Regions from separate parts of the Mus musculus genome. Here regions 2 and 3 are each linked to region 1. A link is a contact called in public Hi-C data. All regions are on one chromosome and are shown on one strand. Each heading gives the region's core, a stretch centred on a gene start, on an enhancer-like site or on the middle of the called end of the contact. The rest is flanking DNA. Distances are from core to core; before and after follow the strand shown. Region 1 overlaps Efemp1 (epidermal growth factor-containing fibulin-like extracellular matrix protein 1). Region 2 has its middle 40 kb from the start of Gm34185. Region 3 overlaps Gm34185 (a long non-coding RNA gene).

Evidence for each region. A called contact is a pair of places that touch in the nucleus more often than the background predicts.
Region 2: a Hi-C map of uterus shows a contact between it and region 1, with 2.1 times the contacts expected there. The contact joins two enhancer-like sites. A contact is called at or near these places in 1 of 15 datasets of contacts at CTCF or cohesin (the NIH/3T3 cell line), 6 of 484 Hi-C or Micro-C datasets (adipose-derived mesenchymal stem cells, pancreatic cancer cells and uterus), 2 of 115 datasets of contacts at active chromatin or transcription factors (fibro-adipogenic progenitors and vascular smooth muscle cells) and 2 of 9 other capture datasets (liver and pancreatic islet).
Region 3: a Hi-C map of pancreatic cancer cells shows a contact between it and region 1, with 1.8 times the contacts expected there. The contact joins two enhancer-like sites. A contact is called at or near these places in 1 of 15 datasets of contacts at CTCF or cohesin (the NIH/3T3 cell line), 3 of 484 Hi-C or Micro-C datasets (the 3T3-L1 cell line, embryonic fibroblasts and pancreatic cancer cells), 3 of 115 datasets of contacts at active chromatin or transcription factors (embryonic stem cells, fibro-adipogenic progenitors and vascular smooth muscle cells) and 2 of 9 other capture datasets (adipose tissue and pancreatic islet).

What each region holds. Positions count from the first base shown.
Region 1 is chr11:28,904,120-28,908,884 of GRCm38.p6, reverse strand. The region is part of intron 4 of Efemp1 (epidermal growth factor-containing fibulin-like extracellular matrix protein 1); the gene reads right to left. Among named protein-coding and RNA genes, the nearest start is that of Efemp1, 53 kb to the right of the region's middle. Within about 2 kb of position 2,379, at least 83 of the 459 cell types and tissues checked have an H3K27ac peak or open chromatin away from gene starts, as enhancers often do. A contact at or near this core is called in the NIH/3T3 cell line, adipose tissue, pancreatic cancer cells and 1 more, where this site is marked.
Region 2 is chr11:28,809,859-28,814,623 of GRCm38.p6, reverse strand. No RefSeq gene overlaps it. Among named protein-coding and RNA genes, the nearest start is that of Gm34185, 40 kb to the left of the region's middle. Within about 2 kb of position 2,548, at least 40 of the 459 cell types and tissues checked have an H3K27ac peak or open chromatin away from gene starts, as enhancers often do. A contact at or near this core is called in the NIH/3T3 cell line, pancreatic cancer cells and uterus, where this site is marked.
Region 3 is chr11:28,831,331-28,836,095 of GRCm38.p6, reverse strand. The region is part of intron 2 of Gm34185 (a long non-coding RNA gene); the gene reads left to right. Among named protein-coding and RNA genes, the nearest start is that of Gm34185, 19 kb to the left of the region's middle. Within about 2 kb of position 2,130, at least 57 of the 459 cell types and tissues checked have an H3K27ac peak or open chromatin away from gene starts, as enhancers often do. A contact at or near this core is called in the NIH/3T3 cell line, adipose tissue and pancreatic cancer cells, where this site is marked.

The DNA.
Region 1 (4,765 bases), core at 1,130-3,629:
ACAAACCTGCACAGCACCTTCCTAAAAGTCTGCTTTATTTAGCTTCTGAAAAGAATTATTTAACAAAAATATTTGGTGAGTTACAGAAATTTAATAAAAGCAAAGTCCCAAATACTACTAGTACTGCCACTCCTACTACATTGTTTAATTTCTTTACCCAAAACAAAGGAAAGCTGAGATGGGACTCACTTTGATCACAAGTTAACTGACAAATGACACTTTCCATTCACCAGGACTTATAAATGCTAAAAGCAGCTTCATCTACTTTTGTGTTTATAGCCGCTCTGATTACAGTGTAGAATATTCATTCTCCTGAGCCCCCACAGTTAGCAAGTTATTTAATGCTGAAGAATATCAACAGGCTGAATGTCTGTGGACTGTTTTTACTTAAACTATCTATTTAAATGCCATAATGCTATTATTTTGAAGACCCATTATTGCTTGTTTACACACCCACACAGTCATGTTAAACCATGTTTCTAAACTCTCTTGTGCTCCTTTTTTACTTGCCTGTATTTCTTTATTATCAGAAGGTGCAGTATGAGCCGTTGCTCACTAAGCCACTGCAGCACAGTCATTGCTTTTGACTCTGTTGTTTGTAGGCAAAATTAACTTCTTACATCTGCATGGGCAATGCCCTGCTTTATTTGACAGGAAAATGACTCAGGTCAGCCATGTTTTCCTGAGAATCTAGGAGCAAGTACTCTGGGGAAAGGGTTTTCTGTTTTTGTTTTTAATTATCGATCATTTGTCCTTGACAGTTAAGCTCATTTTTTCCTGCTGACTACAATGCATGAAAAGTGATGGATTTTCAGTAAATGTTTACCCAATTAATGGATGAATGAATCATTACTGTTTCCTGGGAATTGGTGTTCAGAGTTCACAGAAAGTAAGACCTAGTGTTTTAGGTTATGGAAATAAAATTCATAAGACAGAATAACAGGTAAGAGCCAAGGAGCACAGCAGAATCAACAATTTGCCTTTGACTGGCAACAACGTAGGACTCTTGCATGAAGAAGAGTCACTAAGACTGGGATCCAGCACAAGGGGAGGCCCCAAGGCCTGACACTATTACAGAGGCTCTGGAGCACTCACAAAACAGGACCTAGCATGACTGCCTTCCAAAAGACCCAACAAGCAGCTAAAAGAGTCAGATGCAGATATTTGCATACAACCAATGGACAGAAACTGCTGATCCCTGTGGTTGAATTAGGGAAAGACTGAAAGAAGCTGAGGAGGAGGGTGACCCTGTAGGAGGAACAGCAATATCAATTAACCTGGACCCTTGAGATCTCTGATACTGGAACACCAACCAGGCAGCATACACCAGCTGATATGAGGCCACCCAACACATATATAGCAGAGGACTGCCAGGTCTATGTTTAGTCAGAGAAGATGCACCTAACCCTCAAGAGATTGGAGGCCCCAGGGAGTTTATAGGTCTGGTGAGGTGGGGGTGGGGGTGGGAACATCCTCGTGGAGACAGGGGTGCAGAGAGGAGGTATGGGATTTTGAACAGTTAGAGGGTGGACCAGGAGGGGAATAAAATTTGGAGTTTAAAATAAAATAAAATTAAAAAAAAAAAGACTGCATCATTCAGAGTGAGCAGCATTTGCCTCTGACTGGGAGCAAGGTAGAGCAGTTAACTGAGCCACAGGAGTCTCATGGACTGAGTGTATCACTGAGAGTGAGCAGAAGCTTTGCTGAGGAGGCAGGTTCTGAAGGGCAATTCAAAGGTGATGAGCTGGTATGGGGAGGAAGCTGTCTCTTAGAAGACAGGCCCCACAGAAAGAGACCCAGGAACTGCAGAGAATGGCAGCGTTCTGAAGTCAGCATGATTGTAGGAGATGTATGTGAGAAACCTGGTGCTGCGTCTGGCAAACTGTGCTCATAAAATGTTTGCTCAAGTCATTAGACAAATTCAGAGACTTTAATGTGAGATTTTTGAGGGTTTGTATTGAACACCATAGCACATAACTCTTAAAGAAGCAGCCATGGACTAATGTTAACATTACCAAGGTTGGGGGGGGGGAGGGGGAGGGAGGCAAATAACGGAATGTGATTCCTAAAATCCTACAATACTTTTAATCATTCTGATATATGGAGATTAGCTAAGGGCATTATTTAGTAATTTTCACACACACACACACACACACACACACACATCTACATTTCCGTTTTTGTGGTTTATAAAATGGTAGGTCTCCATCTTCTTGGTGCTTTAAATAATCCAACATAATAATCTTTGGTGAGCTCTCTAACAGGCTGGCCCCTAGTCAGTGGCACCACAAATCTGACATTGTTGCACAGCTAATATAGGAATAGTGTCCATTCATTGGTGTCCCTTAGGCTCCTTCTTAGGCCTTTGTTCTCTGAGTTTGGCTCCTTTCCTGTATTCTGACTCATAGTTTCCAAATCCCTGACTCACCCTGCTCCCTCTCTTATGCAACGTTTTAATCTCTGCAATGTTCTTTCCATAATTTGATAACTTACCACGACATGGAGTCACTTCATTGTGTTTTATGGGCAAGGGTAACCTGCGGTTTGAGTGCTCAGTAGTGACACTTCAGTTCACTGGTTTTGTGCTGCATTAGTTTAAGAAATGATTCCCAACTACTTTTGAAGAAGTCACTGTAGACCATCAGTAAACAAACAAAGGAGAAAGGGGGTCAAGCTCTGGCATCAGTAAACGTTTTCAGTAAGAGGAGTTGAGTGGATGAGGGCTTTAAGGATTTGGAGAATTGGTTTTATATTCAAAATTATCCTAGAAGATAAGAAAGTCACAACAATACCTAAGGACATTGTGTTCCATATCTGCTTTACTTAGTAGTGCCTACTTGTAATTACAGTCTTGGTAAGCCGTTAAAGTTGATGATTGAAATCTATCTAGAAGAAAGTAGTAATACAGCTTTTTGTAGACATTTCTTAAAATTCTAAAACAAATTGGCATCAAGTAGATACACACTTTGCTATATGGAAAGATATTTTTTTCAAAACCTACTTTTAATAATGGTTCTTTTAAAAAAAATTAGATATTTTTTATATACATTTCAAATGCTATCCTGAAAGTTCCCTATACCCTCCCCCTGCTCCCGCCCTGCTTTCCTACCCACCCACTCCTGCTTCTTGGCCCTGGCATTCCCCTGTACTGGGGCATATAAAGTTTGCAAGACCAAGGGGCCTCTCTTCCCAGTGATGGCCGACTAGGCCATCTTCTGCTACATATGCAGCTAGAGATAGGAGCTCTGGGGGTTCTGGTTAGTTCATATTGTTGTTCCACCTATAGGGTTGCAGACCCCTTCAGCTCCTTGGATGCTTTCTCTAGCTTCTCCATTGGGGGCCCTGTGTTTCATCTTATAGATGACTGTGAGCATCCACTTCTGTGTTTGCCAGGCACTGGCATAGCCTCATATGAGACAGCTATAACAGGGTCCCTTCAGCAAAATCTTTCTGGCATATGCAATAGTGTCTGGGTTTGGTGGCTGATTATGGGATGGATCTCCGGGTGGGGTAGTCTCTGGATAGTCCATCCTTTTGTCTTAGCTCCAAACTTTGTCTCTGTAACTCCAGAAAGATATTATGGAAAGATGTTATTAAAGAAGTTGGATTTCTAATGCTCTTACTCCAAGGAGCCGCATGAAACAGATGTTCTATGATATGCAGTTAACAGGAGAGAATGGAGCATGGCATTTAGATATAGAATCAGCTTCCTGGTGTTACTAAAAACTGAGTGTTGGTTCCAACACTGAGGTTCAGCTCCACTCAAAGTTTCCCTTTGTTCCTTGTAGTGTAGTTTGCTGGAGACTTCTCTACTATGAGCTGTGGGATAGCAAAGGATGTGCTGCTGTCCTGTGTATTTAAATTTTTTCTCAGGATTAGAGAGTATTGTTAATTGTGTCATACCTATGTTGGTCCCCGTGTTTCTTTTATTTAGAGTTAGATTCCTAGCTCTCTGTGTTTTCTGTTTCTCTTCCCAGTTTTTAGTCAGTTATCAACAATTTTTGTCAAAGATTTTCTGTTTCCCTTTGCTTCGTTTATAGAGTTGAGATCAGATTTATCTGGGCAAAAGGCCCAGTTCCAGTTAGCTTTTTACTCTTCTGAAAATCTCAGTAAGAATTTACCCAAGCTAAGCAGTTCTAGTGGAGAAAGAGATATTTACTGACAAAGGAGAACTGTCATCATCAAGGCCAGAGTAGATTTATAGTTCTAGATTCTTATCAATTCTGGCAAAACATAGGCAACAATTTGGTGTGCCTTAAATGATATATAAAAAAATCATTAAAATCAGCTTTTTGTCCTCTTGATGGTTCAGTTTTTGGTTTAGAAGGTAACCAAATCAAGTGTTCTGTAGAATTTTATGATATGTTGTTCCCATGTGGAAAAGAACATGCACATGTGTCAGGGCTGATCCTTCAATAGTGACGGTGGATTTTCATTGACAATGGACCCTTGCTCACTGACATTCCCATAGAATGAGAGATTTCATGTACAAGCTGGCTAGATGGGCTTCATCATATCATCAATAAACGTGAGAAGAAAACCAACTGGTTCACATGAATGTTGAATCTGTTTTATCTGTACTATCCACAAAACAAATGTACTCATTAAGTCACTGGCTGAAATGAAAGAGTAGCAAGAAAACAAAGGATCAAGTGCTCATTCTTTAGTGTCTTTGTGCACTGGCAAAGTGAGGCTGACCACACCCAGAGCACTAAAGCAACATTTTCTACAGATAAATACTGCAGAATTGGGGTGCTTTCAGGCA
Region 2 (4,765 bases), core at 1,299-3,798, 94 kb after region 1:
GTTGGCCATCACTGGGAAGAGAGGCCCCTTGGTATTGCAAACTTTATATGCCCCAGTACAGGGGAATGCCAGGGCCAAGTGTGGGTGGGTAGGAGAGCAGGGCGGAGGGAGGGTATAGGGAACTTTTGGGATAGCATTTGAAATGTAAATGAAGAAAATATCTAATAATAAATAAACAAATAAACAAATAAATAAATAAATAAATAAATGAATGAATGAATTCAAAGTCTGATCTCAGAATTGGTTGGGTAGAGATTTAAACATGACTTATTTTCTTACTTCAAGAGTTAAAACAGATACTAGTGCACTGACTTTGTTTCAGCATCATTGAATTATATCCATTGCCATTTGTTTTGATATCCTGAGCCATGCCAGGTTTTCAAACAACTTCTTTCTTGAGATGGGCCCTCAGACAGTATTCCTCTTTTCCAGTCCATCTTTGAGGCTGTGTATCATACTCAGAAGGCCTATGTGACTGGCTCATCCATATACCACTAGTTGGCTTTTGGAGGAAGTCTTCTTGAGCAAATCTTTGGCAACATCTTTGCCTGTAAGCTTTTTAGAGTCATCTATCAGCCATAATGGCCCTTGAATTGTGCTTTCCAGAGGTCTTAGAGCTTTACAATGTCCTCTAGAATTCTGATCTCTTCTTCAACAAGTGTCAGGTTTTGCTAGGTCTTTGTCTAATGACCACAAACCCCTTTGAATACTGAGTTCCTACATTCTGAGACACTGTAGAAATTCTAACTTCATTCTGTCTGTTCAGGCTCTTGGTGGAAGTCATATTTTACCAACCTCTAGTTTCTTGACACCATTTACTTTGGTCTCTGGTAATTCTAATTAATGACCATAACCATTGCTGCTGCTATAGGGTGCTTACCCAGATATGTTGATTAGGCTATGGCCAGAGGGCTTCAGAGGTTCTTGCAATCACAGGTGGGGAGCCCACTGGTCATTGATTTTTGCATCACCCCTATAAGATTACTGCCAAATAATTTTCTAGCTTGACTGGAAACTTTCTATCTCCCAAGGAGGTTCCTTGTAGCTGGGACAGCTCTGATTGGTAGGAAATTCTTTCTCAGACCTATTCAGTGTTGATGTATTTCCCCATATTGAGTAAAAAAGAATTCCTATTAATTAGACTCCCTAGAGTCTTTCCAGAGTTGACTTAATCTGACATCTCTGGGAGGAACACTTATTTACATTTGCAAAATTTTGTGGACACTGTCTTTTGCATTGCTGAATTCTATCTTAACTTGTCAACAGACCTGCAGTGGTCATTTAATGTAAAACACTTGTTGAACTAAACTGAGCATGTTCAAGAGAAAGTAATGAAGGCTTGGGGTATAGTGCTTACAGCATGTGTCATTGTTTTGGCAGCTATGTTTTTATGCTCTTAGTTATTTTATATGCATAATCCTTGCCTACATAGCTCACTTTTAAGCTCCTCAGGGTGTGGACCTGTCTTGTAGGTACAGTGTCTAATAAGCCTGACTCGTGACCTCAAATTCACATTGAAACTTTACAAGAAAATGAAAGCACAAGAACAGCCCACCCAGTCCCAAAAAAGGTATGGCTTTCCTTCTTTGCCTTAGGATAGTTGTGGTAGATAATGGTGGGTGGTTGATGAATCAGCCCAGGACCATGTATGCCTTTCTGAGGGTCTTAGACTGATGCCCCAGCACCAGCTTGCTTCAGCTGGCTAACAAAATTCTATTCTATTTCTGCTTTGGATATAGTGCTCTCCACTTGCAGAGCTAAACAGGGGTTAAATTGGTGCTTGGGTGTTGGCTTGGCAATCTGACAACCACATACCAGGAACACCCTTCTCCCCCTCATCTGCCTGCTGCCTGCAGTCTGCTTCCTCATTCTTCAGCCTCAGCAGGATTGATTATTTCTTTGTGGAAGCTCTTGGTTTCACCTAGGCAGAAGGCCCACCCCCGGCTTCTTTGCTGTCAGTGTGCTCTGTATGGTCTGGTCTGATTGCCGCCCCCTCTGTCTCTGTCTCTCTCTGTCTCTCTGTCTCTCTGTCTCTCTGTCTCTCTCTCTGTCTCTCTGTCTCTGTCTCTGTCTCTGTCTCTGTCTCTCTCTCTCTCTCTCTCTCTCTCTCTCTCTCACACACACACACTCACGCACGACACTGCTCCAGTACTATTTGCTTCCACCACTATCCCCTATGTTGTGCAGGAGGAAAGAGGTTGACTGTCTCACCTCTGTTTCTACTGAGCTACCTGACAGCACAAAATTGGAAGATGCTCTTCACATATTTCTGAAGGAATAACTTTTGTAATGGGTGTGCTATTCCCATAGAGAAATGTATACTAAGTGCTAGAGAATGCATGCTTCAAAGAAAAAATTGAAGCATGCCATTTATTTTTGAAGTTAAAGACTGCTTATATTGTCTGTGCATGCTCGGGGCTTTGTCAATTTAGGCATGACTTTACATGTTTTGGGTTAGCCACAGTGAAGGTCTTGTGATCTGTACAAGCCATGAGGTGAAATAGAACAAAACAAGGCGGTCAGTCCCTCAAGGTACAGAATCTCTGTAGATGTACCACAAGAGGGCAGACTACAGTAAGGGTGCAGTATCCCTTGGGTGTATCAAGGAAGTTCAGTCAGACAGGCTTGATAATCTGAATGAATGAGTACATGAGAAAGTCATCAGGAGGTGAGAAGTGAGTGTGTGAAGGATGTATCTGAGTGTAGAAGGGAGACAGTGGCAGAAAGCCCCTTAATGTTCATTCTTTAAGTACCTACTGTGAAATGCTTGCAGGGGGGAGATTTGTGATCCTATCATGTAGAGTAAAGAATATATCTGTCTATCAAGTATGAGCCGCAGAAACTCATTTACCAGAGCTAAACACACTTGCAAGGCTGCTGGGTACTTTGGCTTGATGCACATCCCTCCTTCTTATGTAATGTTGGTTTCCAGATAAGGTTTGCTTAGAGAGATGGGACCAATACAAACTTTCAATGTCAATCAAATAAGCCGTGGGCAAAGGGAAAGTCTGGGGGTTGGGTTACCTTGACTCAAGAGGGGTAGATCTCTTGATTAACAGAAATGTATCAAGCCTAGGACTGTCCATTAAGCCATCAAAAATAGATAACCATTTAGAAGATGGAGGCAGGTGGATGGCTCTAGGAGACTATTGTAGCCTAGATAGTAAGTTACAACTAGAGGTTCATAGTGAGACACTGACTTAAAGAAAAGAAAGGTCTGTGGTCATCATAAAAAGTAAAGGTGTATTTAACAGAGAACCGGAAGCATTGATTTTTTGAAATACCTCCTTTGAAAAATGCTTTGAACTTTCTAAACACTTCTGTATTTAGTGAGACTCCAAAAGTCTTTTGCATTGGCAAGGTTAATCTTCTACAGTTTTCTTTCTGTTGTTTGTTTTTTGTTTTTGTTCTTTGGAATAGTACATTGAAACATTAAGAATTTAAATGGATAATCAAACTCCTGGGTGGCCGGTGGCAAAGGCAAAAGTAGAACTATGGGCTCTTACTTCCAGGTCAATGACATTTGCAGTAATTTACTCCTTTGCCAGTGTAATAGTATGCCAACTCAGGAGAAACACCTTTGCTAATAACATGGCTCATCTTTGATGACCTGGGAAATAGGGCCCAGCTGTGACTGGGCATTCCAGAAGATGTTCTAAGCGATGACCACGAACCCAAGAATGCTTTAATATACTTTGATATTAACCCAGAAGATTACTATGTATTGTAATGAGTTTCTGAAAATTTAAGATAAATTAGCCATTTTCATTTTTATTAGATATTTTCTTCATTTACATTTCAAATGCTACCCCCAAAGCCCCTAAACACTCCCCTTGCCCTGCTCTCCAACCCACCCACTTCTACTTCCTGGCCCTGGAATTCCCCTGTACTGGGGCGTATGATCTTCGCAAGACCAAGGGCCTTTCCTTCCATTGATGGCCAACTAGGCCATCCTCTGCTACATATGCAACTAGAGACACAGCTCTGGGGGTTACTGGTTAATTCATATTGTTGTTCCTCCTATAGGGTTGCAGACCCCTTTAGCTCCTTGGGCACTTTCTCTAGCTCCTTCATTGGGGGCCCTGTGTTCCATCCAATAGATGACTGTGAGCATCCACTTCTGTATTTGCTAGGCACTGGCACAGCCTCACAAGAGAGAGCTATATCAGGGTCGTGTCAGCAAAATCTTGCTGGCATATGCAATAGTGTCTGGGTTTGGTGGTTGTATATGGGATGGATCCCCAGGTGGGGCAATCTCTGGATGGTTCCTCCTTCTGTCTCAGCTCTGAACTTTGTCTCTGCAATTCTTTCCATGGGCATTTTGCTCCCCTTTCTAAGAAGGAACAAAGTATCCACACTTTGGTCTTCCTTCTTCTTGAGTCTCATGTATTTTGCAAATTGTATCTTGGGTATTCTAAGTTTCTGGGCTAATATCTGCTTATCAGTGAGTGCATATCATGTGTGTTCTTTTGTGAATGAGTTACCTCACTCAGGATGATATCCTCCAGATCCATCCATTTGCCTAAGAATTTCATGAATTCATTGTTTTTACTTGCTGAGTAGTACTCCATTGTGTAAATATACCACATTTTCTGTATCCATTTCTCTGTTGAGGGACATCTGGGTTCTTTCCAGTTTCTGGCTATTATAAAAAAAAATGTCTGAAATTAGCCATTTTCAAATGTATAATAGGAAACTTTCTCCTTTGGTAATTACACCATTTTTCTAAAGACCTGTATTTCCATAGCATGCCAGGCATGACTGT
Region 3 (4,765 bases), core at 881-3,380, 73 kb after region 1:
CTTTGCTGTGTGTTGTCCAGATGACCAGTAACAGTTAAGATAGGGTCTGTTGTGTACCTGAACCAGTTGAACTCTGCACAGGAAAATAAGCACATAGTGAAATGGGTCAGGTCTTGGGCCTCACAGGCCAAGGCTTATCCACTGCTGTGGGGAAGAGGAAGCCATGCCTAAGAGTTTTTGTTTGATTTGTTTTTGTTTTTTGAAGGAAATACTGGCATGTGTTGAGAATGACTTCTTTCTTTATTTTAGATATGTTATTTTCAGTCTCTACCATTTTATAGTTTTTCACTAAAAGACTAACAAGCCACTCAAAAACCCAGTTTGTCAGAAGTAAGAATCTTGTGAGTTGGCAAGAAAGTGTCTTTTTGAAAGGGAAGAGTCAAACTTAAAAGTTTTTTGTTTTTTGTTTTTGTTTTTTGTTTTTCTGACAAAATAAGAAGAAAGGGATGGATTTAAATTAACTGTGGCCACAGGGGGGAAAAAAGAAACTCAAAATATTCCTTAGACCCCTTGAACAGTTTTTATTTAATATGATCCAGAAACTCGAGGCCATACACACATCTAAGATGTGCTTGGTCACTTAACTCCTCTGTGTGGGTAGGGCTTGTGGCTTACATAGCCCAAGTAGAGAACTTTATTTCACTAGTAGCTGAATAATTCATTTTCTAACTTCTCAACAGTCAAAGCATTTATGCTACTCCAAGTAACTATGTTATGCTGTAGAACCTACAATATTTTTAATTGAATCCTTGTGTGGTGATTCTTTTTAGAAGCCTGGAGAGAGCTTAGTTGTTTATTATAGGCCTTTTCCAGACTATTAACAATCCCCTCAGGTCCCTCCTGCAATATTTTATTTTTAAAGAGCACCTGGTACTCCAAACTTAGTTTATTTTCATATTTCAAGTCTGAGCTCTGACTGAGGGGAAAAAAAAAACCCAAAAAACCAGAGAGCCAGCACCTGGAGTCAGGCAGAATTGGGTTCATTTTGGGAACATCTTTCTTTAAAGTATCCATTGGTTTTTGTCTTTTCTCTGATTCTTTTCTGGTCATACAATGTTTCTGATGAGTTCAGGGAGACAATGTTTGAAGCAAGGGGATCATCCTGGGCCCTTGTCACTCTGTGTTACCAGGATGAGGCTTCCCCAGACTTCTGCATGTCGTAAATCACATGCGCAAGGGCTTCCTGCTACAAATTTGTCAAATCTTAGCTGAAAGCATTTACCCAAATGGTTGACAGATTTATCCTCCCAGTCACCTCTCACCCTTTCCCCCTGGCCTCCTACTATTCATTTTGTCTTATTTAGTAATGAATAAATACTAGTTAGTGATGGACCTTGGGAACTATGGGATCCTGCTTTCAACTGGAATTTAAATTTCTACAAGAGGTCTTCTCAATTTGTCAGATTTTTGGATCCTTGACATGTATAGTTAGCATTTATTCAATCACTATTTGAAGTGGTATCTCTAGGAAAGAAGAGGTCTTGCCACATAAATTTAGTCATGGAACGAAAGCCAAGATGCAGCTCATTGGGTCGTCACCATGAAGGACTAGGAGTGATTCAGGAACATTAGGGGATATTTGTTAGCGAATTGGATCATAATTGTTTATTATCTTCTAATACAACTTTTAAGCAAACAGGAAAATATTTCACTGTGAACATGTAAGATGTTATGAGAAAGAAGCTGCTGACTTCGAGCCACTCTTAGGCTGTTCTTTAGGGAGAATACAATGCTTGGATTTTTCTCACTAGGGCACTGAATTCAAAATGGCTCTTGAGGTTCAACTAATTTTCTTTGTAACTATAGCATGGTTTACCACTCTTAATAAAAGCATATCTGCACTTGTGTGAAAGCTTGAAGCTCAATGACAGGATGTGTACTGGAAGTCTCCTGTCTTTCTACAATTCTCAGTTCTTTGTTTCTTCTCTTCATATATGCACTTTTGCTTAGAGCATGAGGAAAGTCAGGGTTGGGCTTTCTTTCTGTAGCACTGAGGGCTCTCTTCGCCGTGCCACCTTAGCAGGCAGCTCTTTAGATTGAATACTTTTCTTCAGGCAAAAGGGTCAGGCAACTGCTTAGAATGAAGTGGAAGTTATGATTCTTAGTCACTGTTGATCTAGGCTAGGTTCCAAACAATGAGAGAGTGATGAAAGCCCCTGGGTTCTGTTACTAATTGCTCTGGCATCTTAGGCTCCTCTCGTCTCCTTATTAACTGTATTGTCAGGGGAGAGTTCAAATGCCCATAGTGAAAGCACAATGTATAAACAATTTATAGTTTTAAATCTCCTCATCAAGGCAGGATGCTCACATTTAATGATGTTGTTAATGAATTCTTAATAACCTTTTCTTAATTTATCAACTTTTCTTATTTTCTCCTGATAGTAAGTTTCTGGGTTTTTTTTTTTATTGCTTTGTGAATCTTTTATATTAAATCTGTGGCCATATTTCAATAAGGCTTTTTTTTTTTTTCAATAAGGCATGTTTAAACCGTTTCACTGGTAACCTTCCCTATCTGCTATTGCTTAAAGCTTTTGAGTTAGACACCACATTTCACAATTCTTGAGACTTCACGACATCCCATTAGAAATTGCCAGGTTTGCCACAAAAGTAAAGAATAAGCTTTCCAAAAGGTATATGATTTGGTTTTTATATAGTGTTAGTTTTCTAAGTACTATATTTAAATATTTTCTTTTAAAATTATTATGTATAATTTGAATAGAAAATGATGGCAAGCCAAATGATGAAATAGTTTCAAATGTAACTATCTAGAGGTAACTAGTATCACCATTTCATTGTGTGTTCCTTATTATCATTCTAGTTATACTCATGCTATGTCTACTTGCATTCCAATTGATTTTCTTTACATTTTAACATTATTATCAATGTGTTTTCTTTACATGATTAAATTTGTATAATTTCATATGTAAATATATATGATAATATATATTTCAATAATTTATTTTTCCAGTCCTGAATTATTTGCCATTTAAATGATTTAACACTTTGTATTACTAAAGAAAGTTTCTTAAATACAATTATTTTTTTATTTTTATGTGTATGGATGTTTTGTCTGCATGTATGTCTGTATACCATGTGCATACTGAGTCCATGGAGGCCAGAGAGGGCATCAGAAATGGAGTTACAGACAGTGGTGTGATGCTGTCTGTATGCTTACAATACAAATCAGGTTCTCTGGAAGAGCAGCTGTTGTTTTAACCATTCAGACATCTGACCATTCCTTACAAACAAATTTTAATTCAGTTATTTCATACACGAAAAATTAGAGGAAATTTCTAGTAACATAAGTTTTAGTTTACTAGTACTGATTAGTGCTTCTGATATCTGTTACCAAAGTGTTCAAAAGAAAAATTGCACTAATAAATAATTCTTGGATATATCACCCTTGGGTATATACTCAGAAAATTCAAAATACCATGTAGATGAGGCACATCTATGTTTATGATTGCACTGTTCACAATTGCCAAGAAATAGAAAGGGCTTAAAAATTAAAATGTTGTGGTACATATGCTCAGAGGAATTTTATAGAGAAGTAAAGAAAAAGAAAAGGAAAAATTAACATTTTCAGGAAAATGGATAAAAGTGGATAGAAATAAAGTGGCTACAAATCACTATATTCAGCCAAATATGCTTGACTCAGAAAGGCAGATAGTACATGCTTTCTCTCATATGCAAATCTAGACTTAAAAATATATATATGTATATATAGTGCATATTTAAGTTACAGTAAAAAATGCTGTCACACGGTGCCTTGATTTATACTGTCTGCATGACTAATGGGGTAGAAAGCCCTTTCATTTTTCACTGAAACATGTGTAGTTTTAAAATACAATGTTGTATTTTTAGTGTTTGGCATACTTTTCAATTAAATCTATCTGTAGGTTTGTAAATCTATATGTAGATTTTAAAACATAAATGTCTTGCCTACTAGATATAAAACCTTTTATTTTGAAATTACCCTTTAATAATTGTTATATTTTAGATGTACAGTTTAAGTGCTTAATGGTTTACTGGCATGCATCTAGAGCACTCTGATCAGGCTCAGTGAGAGACCCCATTTCAAAAACCAAGGTGGAGAACAACTGAGGAGGACACTCATTGTACAGAATGTACTTCTATAAACCTAGAGAGCACAGCAGGTTGCTTGCTTTTTGAAGACAGCAGAATGCTAGAAAAGACACAGGAAATATACTAAGTAACAGGGATTTTCTAGTTCCATTGGAACATTTTGGCACACACATACTGATCTCCTCATTTCAGGTGCTGTGGTTTCTCAGCACATCTGGCAGTGAATTTGCTTTCCACTTACCACTCGTGACATTGTTAGAATTAAGATCTGAGGATTTATTCCCTCCTCAAAGTCTAGAGATTCTGCTTTATCTTTTCTGTTTTTAGCTGTGATCTTAGAATGTTTGTGTGTTCACATCCTCACCTCTCCCTCTCAACCCATTATTTACCAGGTTTGGATCATTGTTGCTGCTTGCATGGAAGCAGATTTACACATGCTTGGTTTCACTGGCTCTAACTTCAATTCTGTCTCATTTGTTGTTTAACTTGACAAATGTATTTCTAATCTTAACTGTGAGACTTTGCATTCTAGAAGTCATATTTGCCATTTTTTTATAATGTCCATTTTATAGTTTTTATTTCTTCATTATCTGTATTGTATTTCTTTAAAAGCAGTGAAGTTGTATACTTTAACTTAGCACTTGGTTATCTCAGCCACAGTAATTTCTGGGTCTCCTTG